Regions from separate parts of the Zea mays genome. Here all the other regions are linked to region 2. The links are chromatin contacts, called in public Hi-C maps. All regions are on one chromosome and are shown on one strand. The core of a region is the stretch at or near the end of the contact, and the rest is flanking DNA. Distances in the headings are between cores, read along the strand shown.

Region 1 (4,773 bases), core at 482-2,981, 360 kb before region 2:
CTGGCCCATCCTACAGGACAAACCATTGGGAAGCCCATTAGGCGGCCCATGATACGTTTTAGTGTTTGTGAGAACCCAGTGGATATCTATCCCCCACAAAATTCTCACCGAAATCGCGACGTGAGAGTTCCAAGCCACAACGTGAAGCGGCTCAGCTGCAAGCCCGACATCTGGCGAGCAATCCGTGACTAACCTACGCACTACTCAGCACAAGTTTGACACTACCCGAAGAGAGGGATGAGGCGACGCTAAGGAAGAAGGTGTCACCGAGGGCGGAGGTGGGGATCACGCTGGACCCAACGAGAGGCAGATTGCTGGTCCCGAAATCACCCAGACAAGTAATTGAGTAGCCTCCGGTCAGTCGCGCGCGTGGCAACCCACACCAAAATAATCCCTGGCCGAAGGTGGATCTTCACGACCACCCGTCGAAGCCAGGGCGGTGAAGACCGGGGCTAATCGTAGAGGCAGTGGTGGCAACCTAACTCGGTTCTCCCAAAATCACTACTTCTCCCCCGATGATGGAGATGGACTTGGTGCATTTGCGTGAGGAAGAACCGGAGGGGAGGTCACATTATTTATAGGCACATGAACATGGCATCCCCCAGCCAGGCGAATCCAGCTGGCCGCGCGTGATCCTCGGGATATCCCAACGACCTCGACACGGTTGTTGCGGGAAGACGACACCTGACATAGCGAGCCCACCGTAAGTCTCATGTGATCAGCTAATGCGGATGCATCACTAGCTATAGGCTGGGCCCCGCTTGGTGGTGAGCTATGTGGCTCACGCCGTGGGGCCACATGTCGGCGCAGGGGTTTAGTGCGGCCGGGCGCGGGCTGCGTGATGAGGGGTCACTGGGCCGACGGGCAGAATTCGGCCCAGACGGTGTTTACCTCTTCTCTTTTTTTCCTTTTGTTGTCTTATTTCTGATTCCTTTTTTAAATTCAAATTACTAATTCGATTCTATTTTGAATTTCAAATTCCAACTTGAATGCTCAAACAAAATACCAGCATGTATGCACATATTTTAAACATATTTATTAATTATTTTATTGTTAGGAAAATGTTTAAATATCCTAAAAGGTGAGGAATCCCCGATTAAGAAACATTTTGAATTATAAATCTTTTGAAAAAAATCTTTAAATCACTTTTATTTAATAGAGAGCATGCTTCACAAGTAGAACATAGACTTAAGAAGTTAAGATACAATCTAGTTTTTTTTTCCTAGAACTAGCTAATACTTTAAACCATATTTTAAGGATTTACAGTATTAGTCTTAAATTATAAAAAAGGTTGGAAACATCGTCAGGTATTCATGACATTAGAAGACTTTGAACCAAAAAATATATTTTAAGTTATGTTGATGCTTAGCTGGACGATGTTATATTAGTGTGTTTAATGTTATGAAAAATGTCGTGAGTTGTAAAATATGAAGTGATTGTGAGCTCTAAGTTGTGAACTATAAAGTGATGATTGTTATGAACTATGTTTGTTTTATACTGTATGCATGTTATCAACTAAATTTTAGCACTTTAGGATCGGAATCACATCTCTATAGATCCCGCTGGCTCATTTTGATGTCATAAATTATATAATAATAATATATATATTACTATTATTAAAAAAATAAGACATGGCTCTGTCTGGAACGCTTGCCAACCTACGTGCCCCACGGCAAACCACAATCATTCACGTGCACCCAGTATAAAACAATTGTGTGTTTTTTAATCAATCGTCCACTGCCTGCTCCCTACGCAGCTACGCTTTACTCCCTTCCCCTGCTTCGTCCTCGTTTCTCCTCGAACCCACCCAGCAGCGCCTTCTTCCTTCTTCCCGCCCAACCTCGGCCATGCCCGTAGCGGCGCTCCGTCCTCCCCCGGTCGCTGTCGGCGCGGGACGCCGCAGCGCCCGACTCCAGGCGCGGTTCGCCCTCCGCGCGAGCTCCCTCGAGGCGTCGGCGGCAGTGACGGTGACAGTGAACGGGTCTGCAGAGGCCGCGGTGGAGAGGAAGGAGAAGGTGCAGGAGGATAAGGACAACGAGGGACTGCCGGTGAAGGAGGAGCAGGAGAGGGGGCTGGAGGTCCTCTACGACGACGGCTTCGGCTCCGTGACCGTCAAGGACTACTTCGCGGCGGCCAAGGTCCTGTGCCGGGACGACGGTGGGCCGCCGCGCTGGTTCTCTCCCGTCGAGTGCGGCCACCCGGCCGTGGACCAAGCGCCGCTGCTGCTCTTCTTGCCAGGTGCGTGCGTTTCTTCAGCTCACCAAAATCAATCATCCCAATGCTTGTCTTTGAAGAGGTGCTGGAGGTGCTGGGCAAACGGAGGAATCATTCTGGTTTGGTTTCCTTTCTGTTTCTGTACATGCCTAGTGATCCACAGCGAATTGACAACACTATATGCAGGAATGGATGGCGTCGGCACGGGACTCATCCTGCACCACAAGTCTTTGGGCAAGTGAGTCCTTTTTCTTCTTCCTCTTCTCCTTTTTCTGTATTAATTAATATTTTTATTGCCGTTTATTGTTAATAAAAGGATTAGACAGTCCCGAGCGAAATTTATTCACAATAAATCCACCTTTTCTTTAAAGAAAACTTTTTTCACTCTTTCTTCCTGCAAACTTCATTGAAAAATTACTGAACGATTAACGGTAGCTTTTCTTTGCTTATGTTTCGACATGAGCTACACAAGCTTCTGCTAGTATTGGTTGGTTGGTTGGGCCATGTCACTGACTCACTCACTGGTAGTGGTAGTAGAGTGTCCAGCTTTATTCCTAGTCAAGCATAAAAGACTGCCTTCTTTCTGATTAGTCCAGCTTCTTTGTCAACAGAGCTATGGAAAGAAAAAAGATGACCACTAACTAACCCACAAGATGTTGATGCATTCTTTTTGGCATCTTTTCTAATAACGCTAAACCCACCCATGTGACACAAGTGCTCTTCCCCTTTTTCGTCCCTTCTTGTTTTGTCTTCACTCTCGTGTCACAGCATCTACTGGGAGTAGGAGCCTCTACATCATCAGCACCACAGATTATATATTGTGATCAATATGAAGCAGCCTTTTACTCGCTCCTTTTTTTTTATTATCGCCGTTTGGTTCGAAAATGAACTAACAGGCAACAAATATTCGAGAACGGATGTAGTATTATAGTTTCATCAACTACTGTTCAAATTATTAATGATATGATTCTCGGCTTCTTAGGTATCCATTTTTTTTTGCCTTTTTGCAGAGTGTTCGAGGTTCGGTGCTTGCATATACCAGTCAATGATCGTACACCATTTGAAGGTACGATGTTACTGCATTTTACTTCATACAGGCCGCACCTATGCTACATATCTTTCCAAATTTTGATTAGTTTGGCATTGCCCGTTATTCTGGATATAAAATACAACTGTTGCGTATTTGTTCAAGAGACTGAGGGAGGATGAGTAGCACAAAAGCCTCCCATTTCTAATACATATGAATTCCAATCCATACAGGACTAGTACAAATCGTTGAAAATTTGATCAAGCACGAGCATGATTTATCCCCGGACAGACCGATATATCTTGTCGGAGATTCATTTGGCGGATCCCTGGCACTGGCAGTGGCAGCTCGTAATCCGCAGATTGATTTGGTTCTCATACTAGTAAACCCAGGCAGGTGATCATTTCTGGTTTCAGATTTGGTCTGAATAATTCCTATACTCACCTTATTGTTGCCAACTGACATGTTTCGCTTTACCAGCTACATCATTTGCAAAGACTCCATTGCAGCCAGTATTGCCTCTACTGGAATCAGTGCCAAGCGAGTTTCATGCTACAGTGCCGTATCTTCTCAGTTTTGTCATGGGTACAACTCCTCTTAGCTCTTCTTTGAAACTATGAAACACTCAAGAATATAGGTCATCTTTATCCTGGTCTTCTTTTCACCCCTTTCCCCTATAAGAAAACATAGTCTTAAATGTTCACGCGGAATTTCTTCTTAAATATACTTGATGTCAAATTCGATTGTTGCTCCACATTTTCTTGGTAGAGAAATCGTTACCTTTTTTCAACTCATTTTAGTATTATTATCCCTTTGTTATACACTAAAAAGGATAGTTCCTTTTCCTTGACAATACTTTTGCTGCTGTTTTAATCTCTAATAATCTCCACTTATACACTAACAAAATTCTCTTATCTCTTTTTCGCATTATTATGTATTTCATTTCTTTTCATGCCACCCCTGCTAGGTCAGTTCTGTTTCTTCATCAACTAAACAAAGAGCAGAGAATTCAGAACAATTCAAAAATTAAAGGCACATAAATGCAGATAGTATAGTATAGTATAGACAGTATGGAATCAACGAAAAATGTTGTCATTTATAAAAATACTCAAACTTTTTGATGAACCACAATATGCATGGAACGTACTAGGGAAATCACTTGAAACTTTGAAGACGTTCAAATAGAACTCTTGGATTTTTAGGGTATCCAACATCTTCCTTCCACAAAAAATCTTATACATAATAGCATCTATATTTTAATGTATTATATATATTTTTTTGTACTTAGTGGCAAAAGAGAGGCATGTTTCATTGGTAGGAAATATATTAGAGCTGTAACCATGTAGAAATAAAAAATAACTTATATATATATATATATGTTCTTACTTCAGAAGATATGTTTCAACAGGTGACCCACTGAAGATGGCTGCAGTTAGCATTGAAAACAACCTATCTCCTCCAGAAACTCTGCAGAAATTGTCAGACAGTCTCACATCAATGCTTCCTTTGCTTTCAGTATGTCATCCATTGTT
Region 2 (4,447 bases), core at 676-3,175:
CCAGGGGGATGCGCTCGTAGTAGGGGTTACAAGCGTTCGCGAGAGAGAGTGAGAGTGGGTGAGCCGGTTCGTCAGCTCCTTCTCCCGCGCAACCCTCCCGCATGAAGGCCCTGGACCTCCCTTTTATAGATGCAAGGAGAGGGTCCAGGTGTACAATGAGGGTGTAGCTATGCGCTAACGTGTCCGGCAGAGAGGTGCCTGAGCCCTGTGTACATGCCAACGTGGCTGTCGGAGAGGTGCTAGAGCCCTATATACGCGGTATCGTGGCCGTCGGAGGAGCGCTTGAGCCCTGTAGAAGCACAGCTGTCGGGGCTGCTGGGACCTTGCTGACGTCTCCTTGCTTTCGTAGGGGGCTGAGAACCACCGTCGTCATGGACGCACGCGGGGAGCCATCATTACTTGTTACCGGGGCGAGCCTGGATGGGACGCCGGTCTTGTTCCCCCGTAGCCTGAGCTAGCTAGGGGTAGGGTAATGATGCATCCTCCGTGGCGCGGTCGGTCTGAGCCCAAGGTCGGGCGAGGCGGAGACTCCTCCTGAGGCCGAGGCCGGGGTCGGGCGTGGACGCGATTCCTCACGAGGTCGAGGTTGAGGCCGAGCCCTGGGGTCGGACGAGGCGGAGACCACCTTCCGAGGCCGAAGTTGAGGCCGAGCCCTGGGGTCGGGCGAGGCGGAGCCCTCCTTCCGAGGCCGAAGTTGAGGCCGAGCCCTGGGGTCGGGCGAGGCGGAGACCACCATTCGAGGCCGTGGTTGAGGCCGAGCCCCGGGGGTCGGGCGAGGCGGAGATTCCTGTTGCGCCTGAGCCTGAACTTGACTGTTGTCAGCTTCACCCTGGCGGGTGGCACAGCAATCGGAGAGGGGCGAGCGGCGCTGTTTTCCTGTCAGGTCGGTCAGTGAAAAGGCGAAGTGACCGCGATCACTTTGACCTTTGCCGACTGAGGCACGTGTGTCAGGATAAGGTGTCAGGCAATCCTCGCATTGAATGCGCCTGTGGTACGGTCGGTTGGTGAGACGATTTGGCCAAGATTGCTTCACAACGAAGCCTGCCCGAGTTGGGCTTCGGGCGAGTCGAGGGTGCGCCCGTTGCTTGAGGAGACCCTCGGACGAGGCGAGAATTCGTCTGGGACTACTGTTCCCGCCCGAGGCTGGGCTCGGACGAGGCGAGATCGCGTCCCTTGAGTAGACGAAGCCTTGACCTGAATCGTGCCCATCAGTCTCTGCAGCTTGTGCTGATGGTGGTTACCAGCCGTGTTTAGGAGTGTTGAGGGTACCCCTAATTACGGTACCCGACAGAGTTGATTAGAGCCGAGTCGAGCTTACGAGTATTTCATCTAGCCCTAACTGTGATCACTTATTTCCGTGGGAACGTGTAGATGCTTCGAATGTGGAATCTAAGATTGAGGTGGCATTACAACACCAATAGCGACAGATTATTCCTCTGGATTGAGGTATGAGGGCATGTACAATAGTGTTTAATATAGAGCTTTCGAGATGTAAAGGGAACAATTACAAAAAAATAAAAATAAATTGTGGAGCCATCTCTCCGTAAAAGACTCGTAAACTAAGTAGTAACAGACACTTTATAATATAAAATTTAATTTAAAAATAAATAAAAATAAAGTTCGATCCTTATTCAATTTAATTTAATCTGATATAATTCTTAAATCTTATAATGTAAAGTTTAGAGTTCATAATCACATCAGCTTAAACCCCGCCGGCCGCCGCAGCCGCAAGTCCGCAACAACAAAACGATCAAACCGCCTTTATCGCCCGCCCCAGCAGGCACACCCATCGGCCATCGCCAGCATCTGGCTTGATTGGATTTACAGATCGCCAGCTGTTGATCCCATCTGACCCCAGGGCCCGCTAGTCAGCCCCACCGCCACGTGACCTATTAAATGCTCATCCACACACACAAGCGGCCCCTCCGGTGGCTTCTCATTCATTGTTGATTGATTGATCCTCCCCGCCTCACTCCTTTGTCTCCTCGCCTCGTGCTCGCTCGCTCCCCTCGCCCTGGCGAGGAGGGCAGCAGAAACCCTAGCGGCTCAGGCCGGGCGGGGGTTAGATGCTCCAAGGTTCGAGAGGGAAGGGTAGGTTAGTGGTGCGCCATCGACTATGGGCTGCGTCTTCGGCCGGGCGGCTGCGTCGTCCTCTGCAGCGCCGAAGAAGAAGTGGGGCAAGGGGAGGTCGTCCCCGCAGCCCGAAGCGGGGTCGCCCTCCGCAGTCGCCGCCACCGACGGGGACGGGAGGCCGCGGCGGCGGCTCGGGGGCCGCAGGGCGTCGGGACCCAGGCAGGGTTGCGTCCCCGCTGCTGCCGCGGCGGAGCAGCTCGCCGCCGGTTGGCCACCGTGGCTCGTCGCAGTCGCCGGGGAGGCCCTCCGCGGCTGGGCGCCGCGCCGCGCCGACACGTTCGAGAAGCTTAATAAGGTAGGCGAAAACCTCTCCCCTGAAATCTGGTCGTGGTACGGAAGTACCGTACTGATTCGCCATTCCCTTGTTGTGTTGGCTTTGTCCGGCGATTCACTCTTAGATAGGATCGGGCACGTACAGCAACGTGTACCGGGCGAGGGACACCGTCTCTGGCCGGATCGTCGCTCTTAAAAAGGTCCGCTTCGATAACCTCGAGCCAGAAAGCGTCAAGTTTATGGCCCGGGAAATACTGATCCTAAGGAGACTCGACCACCCCAACATCATCAAATTAGAGGGCTTGGTCACCTCCAGGATGTCATGCAGCCTTTACCTTGTCTTCGAGTACATGGAGCATGATCTTGCTGGTCTTGCGGCAAGTTGTGATGTCAAGTTCACGTTGCCTCAGGTGTGTGAAACTGGGTTGCTGTTTCAGATACGGTCGATTACATGGTGGAATAATGTGGGTTTGATGTCACTATGTTATCTTGCAGATAAAATGTTACATACAGCAGCTGTTGTCAGGGCTTGAGCATTGTCATGACAATAATGTATTGCACCGGGATATCAAGGGGTCAAACTTGTTGTTGGATAATAATGGGATTCTTAAGATTGCGGATTTTGGGCTGGCAACATTCTTTGATCCACGACATAAACGACCAATGACGAGCCGAGTGGTCACGCTATGGTACCGTCCACCAGAATTGTTACTTGGTGCCACTGAGTATAGTGTAGGTGTTGATTTGTGGAGTGCTGGATGCATTCTTGCAGAGCTCCTGTATGGAAAGCCCATAATGCCTGGGCGCACTGAGGTGAGTCTTGAACATGGGGTTGCTCTGTACTCTACCATATTATTTTTTCAGTAATCCTTGGGGCTATGCTGTTAATATCAGAACTATGGTTAAATCTTCCCTTCTCACTTCCCACTGTTCCCAATATAAAGAATTATGTGGTAGTGGCTGAAAATGTTGACTTTTCACTCAGATATCCTTGTGAGGACAGCGTTATCTCTACGCTGTTTGGTGGTTTGTTTTTTTATGTTGGCAAGTATTTGTTTGTAAACATGTCATTGTCATTATGGGAAGACATGGATGACCTATTGCACTTATTGTATGCGTGGTTTCTCTATTGTGGACTTCCATGGGGTGTTGCCTTTAGTGGGAACTTCTGTTGACAAACATGCTTGTGACTTTTCTGCTGTAATAACCTTTTGATGCAATTGTATCCATTACTGGAAATATCCAAACAGATTTGTTGTTTCTAATTATTGTGCTCACATATCTGTTACTGGTGGACTGGCATACATAACAATAAGGTTGAATTCAACATACATGTTTAATTCTTAATTAACTTTTACAGATTCAATGCTTAGCTCCCCTGTGGTAATTATTATGCTTTTTATCATTTGACAACCTCTTTCAGTAGTCACCAAAATTTCCAATATGGCCTGTAGTTGCAATTTATTTTCACATTTATTAACAAAAACCTGTTGTATTGGACAAACCATTGTTGTCTAGGACTCTTGTTCTTTTAGGAAAGTTATTAGAAACTAGTTTCCATCAATACATTGTATGTCAGCAGCATCCAAAAACACTAGACATAAAACAGTAATCTTCTTCGATTTGGTTTATTTATAACGATACTCAGGGTATTAGTGTAATCTCCTAGTCTAGGATTTCCCTCTTGTGTCTTATGTACTCTATAATAATCCTCATCGGGCCTTAATACAATCATCCAATTGAGTCTCTGGTATCAAAACTCTAGTTTTGAGATCCTACACTACTCTCTCCCGTTGCGCCCATCCTAGGAAAATCTATCCCCGCTCCTCCCAGGGGTAGCATTCTAGACTTCCATTAGTTTGTTTTCTGGATGAATCTTCAGTGCCATTACCGCAGTTGAGAGTCTGCCCATGACCCCTTCAGCCAATCTATGCCATCTTGCATTGGCCACTCATCCAAGCCGTTCATTGTTGTGATCGTCGCAAGGTTCATCATCTGCCATCTTCGTTGGCGAGGTTGTGCGTGCAGGATCTTCATCTGC
Region 3 (4,615 bases), core at 1,294-3,793, 260 kb after region 2:
TCTCATCATGGCCTAAGTATTACAAGGTGAGCTATTCAAATTAACAACACCACTCTAAACCTTCTTTAACTCCATGTCTACAAAATGAAAATATAGGAACATGTAAAATGTGCAACAAATGTCTTAACAACTTCACCCTAAACTTTCTTCAGCTCCATATCTACAAAACAAAAATATAGGAACCTATGTAAAAGGTGCAACATGCATCACCATAATACAATACTAACAATTTCAAGAAAATAATGACAAGATCAGGGGATGCACCTGCAAACTTGAACAGAAAAAGGTTGGTTATAGTGTGCGTTGATGCATGTGCGACGGTACTTCAATCAGTTTGAAGTGATAGCATAGCTATTAAAGTGTCCTTAAGGCGACGCCTAAGCGCCAAGGCGAGCACCGAGCGCAAGGCGTCCACATCGCCTTACCAGGAGGAGCAAGGCGTCCACTTCGGCCTCTATGGTGTTGCCCCGCCGCCTTGGAGAGGCATAAGGCGATGAGAAGCGGATGCCTTAGGGTGTTTAGGGATGGACTAAGGTGGATCTGACCTGAGCCGCTGATCGATTGAGCTCTAGAAGTGGTGGCGGCGCTGGTTCCTGGTTGTTGGCTCCTGGCGACGGTGTCCCTCCCTTGCGCCGGCGAGGTCCTCTGTTGGCTCCTGGCGCGCGACCTCCACTCCTCCCTCCCTCTGAGGCAGCTACAGGGTGAGGGTGGCAGCTGAGGGAGGGTGACTGGGTGAGGGTGGCGGCTGATTTAGGTCAAGTAGGCTAGCTAGGCTGAGTTAGGTCAAGTAGGCTAGCTGGGCATGGAAACCGGTGGCCCATATAACCTTAATTGTTTTATTTTTTTTATTTTCTTTTGACTTCTCTATTAAACCAATAAATCTATTAGTTATGTATTCATTTTTTTTCTTAATCTTCTACTACTATGTATTAGTTATGTTAGATTTTATGCCTATTATATTGGTTTATGTTGAACTTGTTCTCATTTGGTACTATTATCCCTACCTATTTAAGATTATATTTCTACATATTCCTATATTTATATATTAGTATGGCGTCACCTCGTCTTACCGCTTAAAAGGTAAAAGGGGGGTCGACCCCCTTGCCTCCTTAACAACTACGAGATAGTCAAAACCCTTTCCTAGGGCCAAACATTTTTAAAAATTATGTGGTCATGATTGAAAGTTGGCAGCATCCTTCATAATCTTTTCAACTTCAAAAGTGTCGTGCCAAATGAAGTGCCAGTAATTTCCACCAAACTTCAAAGATAATTCATATAATCATGGCACAAACAAGATATTACCTCCCACGAGGCTTTTTCTCATTCGACTGACTTCCTTTTGCAAAGTGAGCAAATATTTCTGTCTGCTGAAGAAGGTATTTCAACCGTCCCTTCCCTTTATTGTTCTATTGAAAAATATAAGATCAAGATAACAGCAAATTGTAATGCAAACCATGTAATTGTATATGAGAATCCATTTAAAAACAGCACATACCATGTCAGCATCAATGGCAGCGTTTTGAGTATCCAGTATTTCCTGGATTTTCTGCTTCTTCATCTTCTGGAGTTCTTTTAGCCTTGTTTTCTCACGCTTCCCAACCACTGCATCAGTCTGCAAAAGAAGCGGGAGGGGCAAAGAAATGTAAAATTATCACTAGTGGATTGCAGGGCATAATACAACAAAGTGTCCCCTCAACACATTAAACTCGGAACTAGACATATATTTATTTACCAATATTACTAGTATATTTGTAACGTAGAAGAAGCAGGCAACAACAGCTTATGCCACAGCAATGAGAAAAAAAATAAAAGTAGCATTCGCAACAATAACAAAACAAACAAATTAACAGATGCCATGTCTAAGAATAACTTGAAATGATTATTCTGAAACTATCAGGTCAAGTAATTTTTCATATATTAGTATATTTCCAAAGCCCTCGTCAACCGAATCTCTAAAAACGCGATTAAAGCGCCCAAACCCTAACCTCCCACTCACCTCGTCGCCGTTGTCCTTGTCCCTTGCGACGGATTCGTCGTCCTCGGTGGACTGGGACTCCTCTTCGCCTTCAGCGGCGGTAGCGGCACTGGCGTCCTCTCCGTCCTCAGCTCCAGCGCCGGTAGTGACGGCTTCGATCTCTTCCTCGTCGACCTCCTCCTCTTGCTGCCCCTCGCCCTCAGCTTCCTCCTCCTCCGTGGGCAGCGCCGCAGCATCCTCCTCATCGTCATCCCCTTCCTCACCAGATCCGGAGGCGGCGGCGGCGGACTGGTCATCGTCCTCCTCGGCGGAGGAGGAGGAGATCTCCTCCTCGTCGTCATACTTCACCGGCTTCGCCATTGGGGCGGGCGGTGGCGGGAAAGGAAATGCAGGATTAGGGTTCGGGTCGGGGCGGGGCGCTTTGGATTTCGAGTGCGGAGGAATGAAGCTTGGACGCGGTGGATTGACCGAGAGGCGGAGGGGATTTCAAGAGTGAAAGCGAACAGGGGGCAAGGGCGCTTGTATGAGAATATTGTGTGGTTTGCAGTTTTGGCCGAATATGTTTACGTATTTCTGGTTACCCCTTGAACATATAGTTCTATTAGAATCCAAATTCAGAGCAACAATTTCAGTTATTCATACTAATGTAAATTCAAACAACCTTATCAATTTGGAAATACCAAAAACAAATTTCTCAAAGTAATGCCTCTACCAAATGTGAACATACCAATATACATCTACTTCGATAGAAAAGTCAAAATGGTTTTTAAGTGCTTTCGAATAAATAGGCTAATATTAGTTCTCATTTCAACACGCCCAAAGGTGACTCATGTACCTCTATTTAACTGACAGTAAATTAGCAACATCATTGGTGGTATATAAATCCTCGAGAGGTGACTAAAGAATTTGTCGAAGAAGTTCAACAGCGAGGCAACAATGTCAAAAGATTTGTGGCTTGAACAGTGGATACCCATGTCAAGAAAAAGAACAAATACACTGATAATCTTGGGAAGAAACAGTAAGGACATCAAATTTATTTATATAAAGGGGTATACCGGTATTCCTCAGTACAACATTGAACGTTTCTGCGAGATCAAAAAAATATACATGTCTTCCGCGGACCAGAATGAAAAACGTTGCCGAACCTTTTCCGTGCATCCGATCCGCGGTGCACCCGGCCTGGGGTCCATGCTCAGAGTGTCCCTGGCGTTGGCTAATCATAGACCACGCGTACAACTCCTAGTCAGCACAGGGAAATGAGCGGGACTTCCTTCCCGCCAACGAGACGGGGTTGATTTTAGGCCTCCCGCCGCGCTCGGATTTGGGTACGAACGAACAATTGTTCGGGCCTCGATTAAATATATCGGTGGATCCAACCGTATCTCGAGGTAGCGTAAGAGTATATGTGAGAGCTTCTCTACTAAATTAATTTTTTTTTGGAAAATACAAAAACATGTCTCTACCAGCTCCTCAAACACTCCTAACTTTTTCATAATCCTTAAAACTCTCTCATTATAGTTACAAATTAAGGGTTTTTTAGGCTCACCAGAAACAATATGTCGCTTTAAGTAATTTGTTGGAGAAAGGATTAAAATACACCCTACTATTTTTTAGATGCCACTTAAAATTGATTTTGACGAGTCATTTTATAGGGATCCATGCTCTAAGGTTATCTTCCGCACATTCCCTATTTTATCCACTATCACATTTTTTATTTTAAACTTCACTATATAAGTAGGGTCAAACAACATTTATCTACTAATTACTGGAGAGAGTATAAACAGTGTTGCTTCTGATGTGGGCATGCGTTTTTAATAAAAGTGATAAATATGGACATGTGGTCTAACTCCTAGCGAACAAAATACTAATTACAAGAAGAAAAAAAAGTCCAAATTGCTCCCTCTACACAATGTTTACATAACCTCTAAAGACTGATTTGGTGGCAATGATATTGCAGGGTGTCACACCCGGTTTTAGAAGGCAAACCGAATGCGAACCATGTACGTACCAGGATCAGCAATTCACGTACACAGCAGTTACATAACATGGACATCATCACACAGTGCTCAAATAGTATTAAAAGGGGAAATAGTCGATTACATCATGATGTCCAAGACATCCACGTAGTCTTTACAATAGATCAAAGTGCGAAAACGAAACGTAGATAACCGCGGCCTTCACAGGCAGCCGACTGGGGGGTTGCCGCTAACCCACGCCTAGAACTCGTCGTAGTCTTGGAACTCCTGAAGTCTCCTTCCACGGCTTCATCTTCTCCTGAGCAGTGGTTGCAATGCTGACAACCTGGGGATGGGGGGTTTGGTGTGTAGAGCAAGGGTGAGTACACATCAACATACTCAACAAGTATCCTGTTTTGGCTGTAGTGGACTAGCTTTATGTGGGGATAAGTCAAGCAGTTGCTTTTAGTTGGTCAGATTATTATTTTACTAATAGAAAGTCAGGTTTTAGCATTAACCCAAGTTATTAGCCCGATATACTCTTTCCAAACAGAAAGAATACCACTTACTAGTACCATAGTCATAACCAGAACCATCAATCTCATTGCCACCTGTAAACCAAAATGTCTCTGATCAAGTACCACTAATCGCTGGAGCTCCCTTGGCCGCTCATAACCGCGAGCAC

Evidence for each region. A called contact is a pair of places that touch in the nucleus more often than the background predicts.
Region 1: a Hi-C map of bundle sheath shows a contact between it and region 2, with 2.1 times the contacts expected there. The contact joins the promoter of LOC103650176 here to the promoter of LOC100193551 in region 2. A contact is called at or near these places in 4 of 25 Hi-C or Micro-C datasets (bundle sheath, ear, leaf and 1 more).
Region 3: a contact with region 2 is called in a Hi-C map of endosperm, with 3 times the contacts expected there. The contact joins the promoter of LOC103650180 here to the promoter of LOC100193551 in region 2. A contact is called at or near these places in 3 of 25 Hi-C or Micro-C datasets (ear, endosperm and leaf).

What each region holds. Positions count from the first base shown.
Region 1 is chr3:68,380,695-68,385,467 of Zm-B73-REFERENCE-NAM-5.0, forward strand. It overlaps LOC103650176 (Acyltransferase-like protein chloroplastic), which reads left to right and starts at 1,732. Exons shown (of 13, transcript XM_008675815.4): 1 at 1,732-2,238; 2 at 2,401-2,452; 3 at 3,225-3,280; 4 at 3,475-3,633; 5 at 3,722-3,826; 6 at 4,650-4,756. The coding sequence starts at 1,848.
Region 2 is chr3:68,744,089-68,748,535 of Zm-B73-REFERENCE-NAM-5.0, forward strand. LOC100193551 reads left to right here and starts at 1,926. Exons shown (of 7, transcript NM_001401846.1): 1 at 1,926-2,428; 2 at 2,532-2,816; 3 at 2,902-3,219. The coding sequence starts at 2,117.
Region 3 is chr3:69,002,805-69,007,419 of Zm-B73-REFERENCE-NAM-5.0, forward strand. LOC103650180 (probable chromatin-remodeling complex ATPase chain) reads right to left here and starts at 2,544. Exons shown (of 25, transcript XM_008675817.3): 1 at 1,997-2,544; 2 at 1,496-1,612; 3 at 1,303-1,406. The coding sequence starts at 2,335.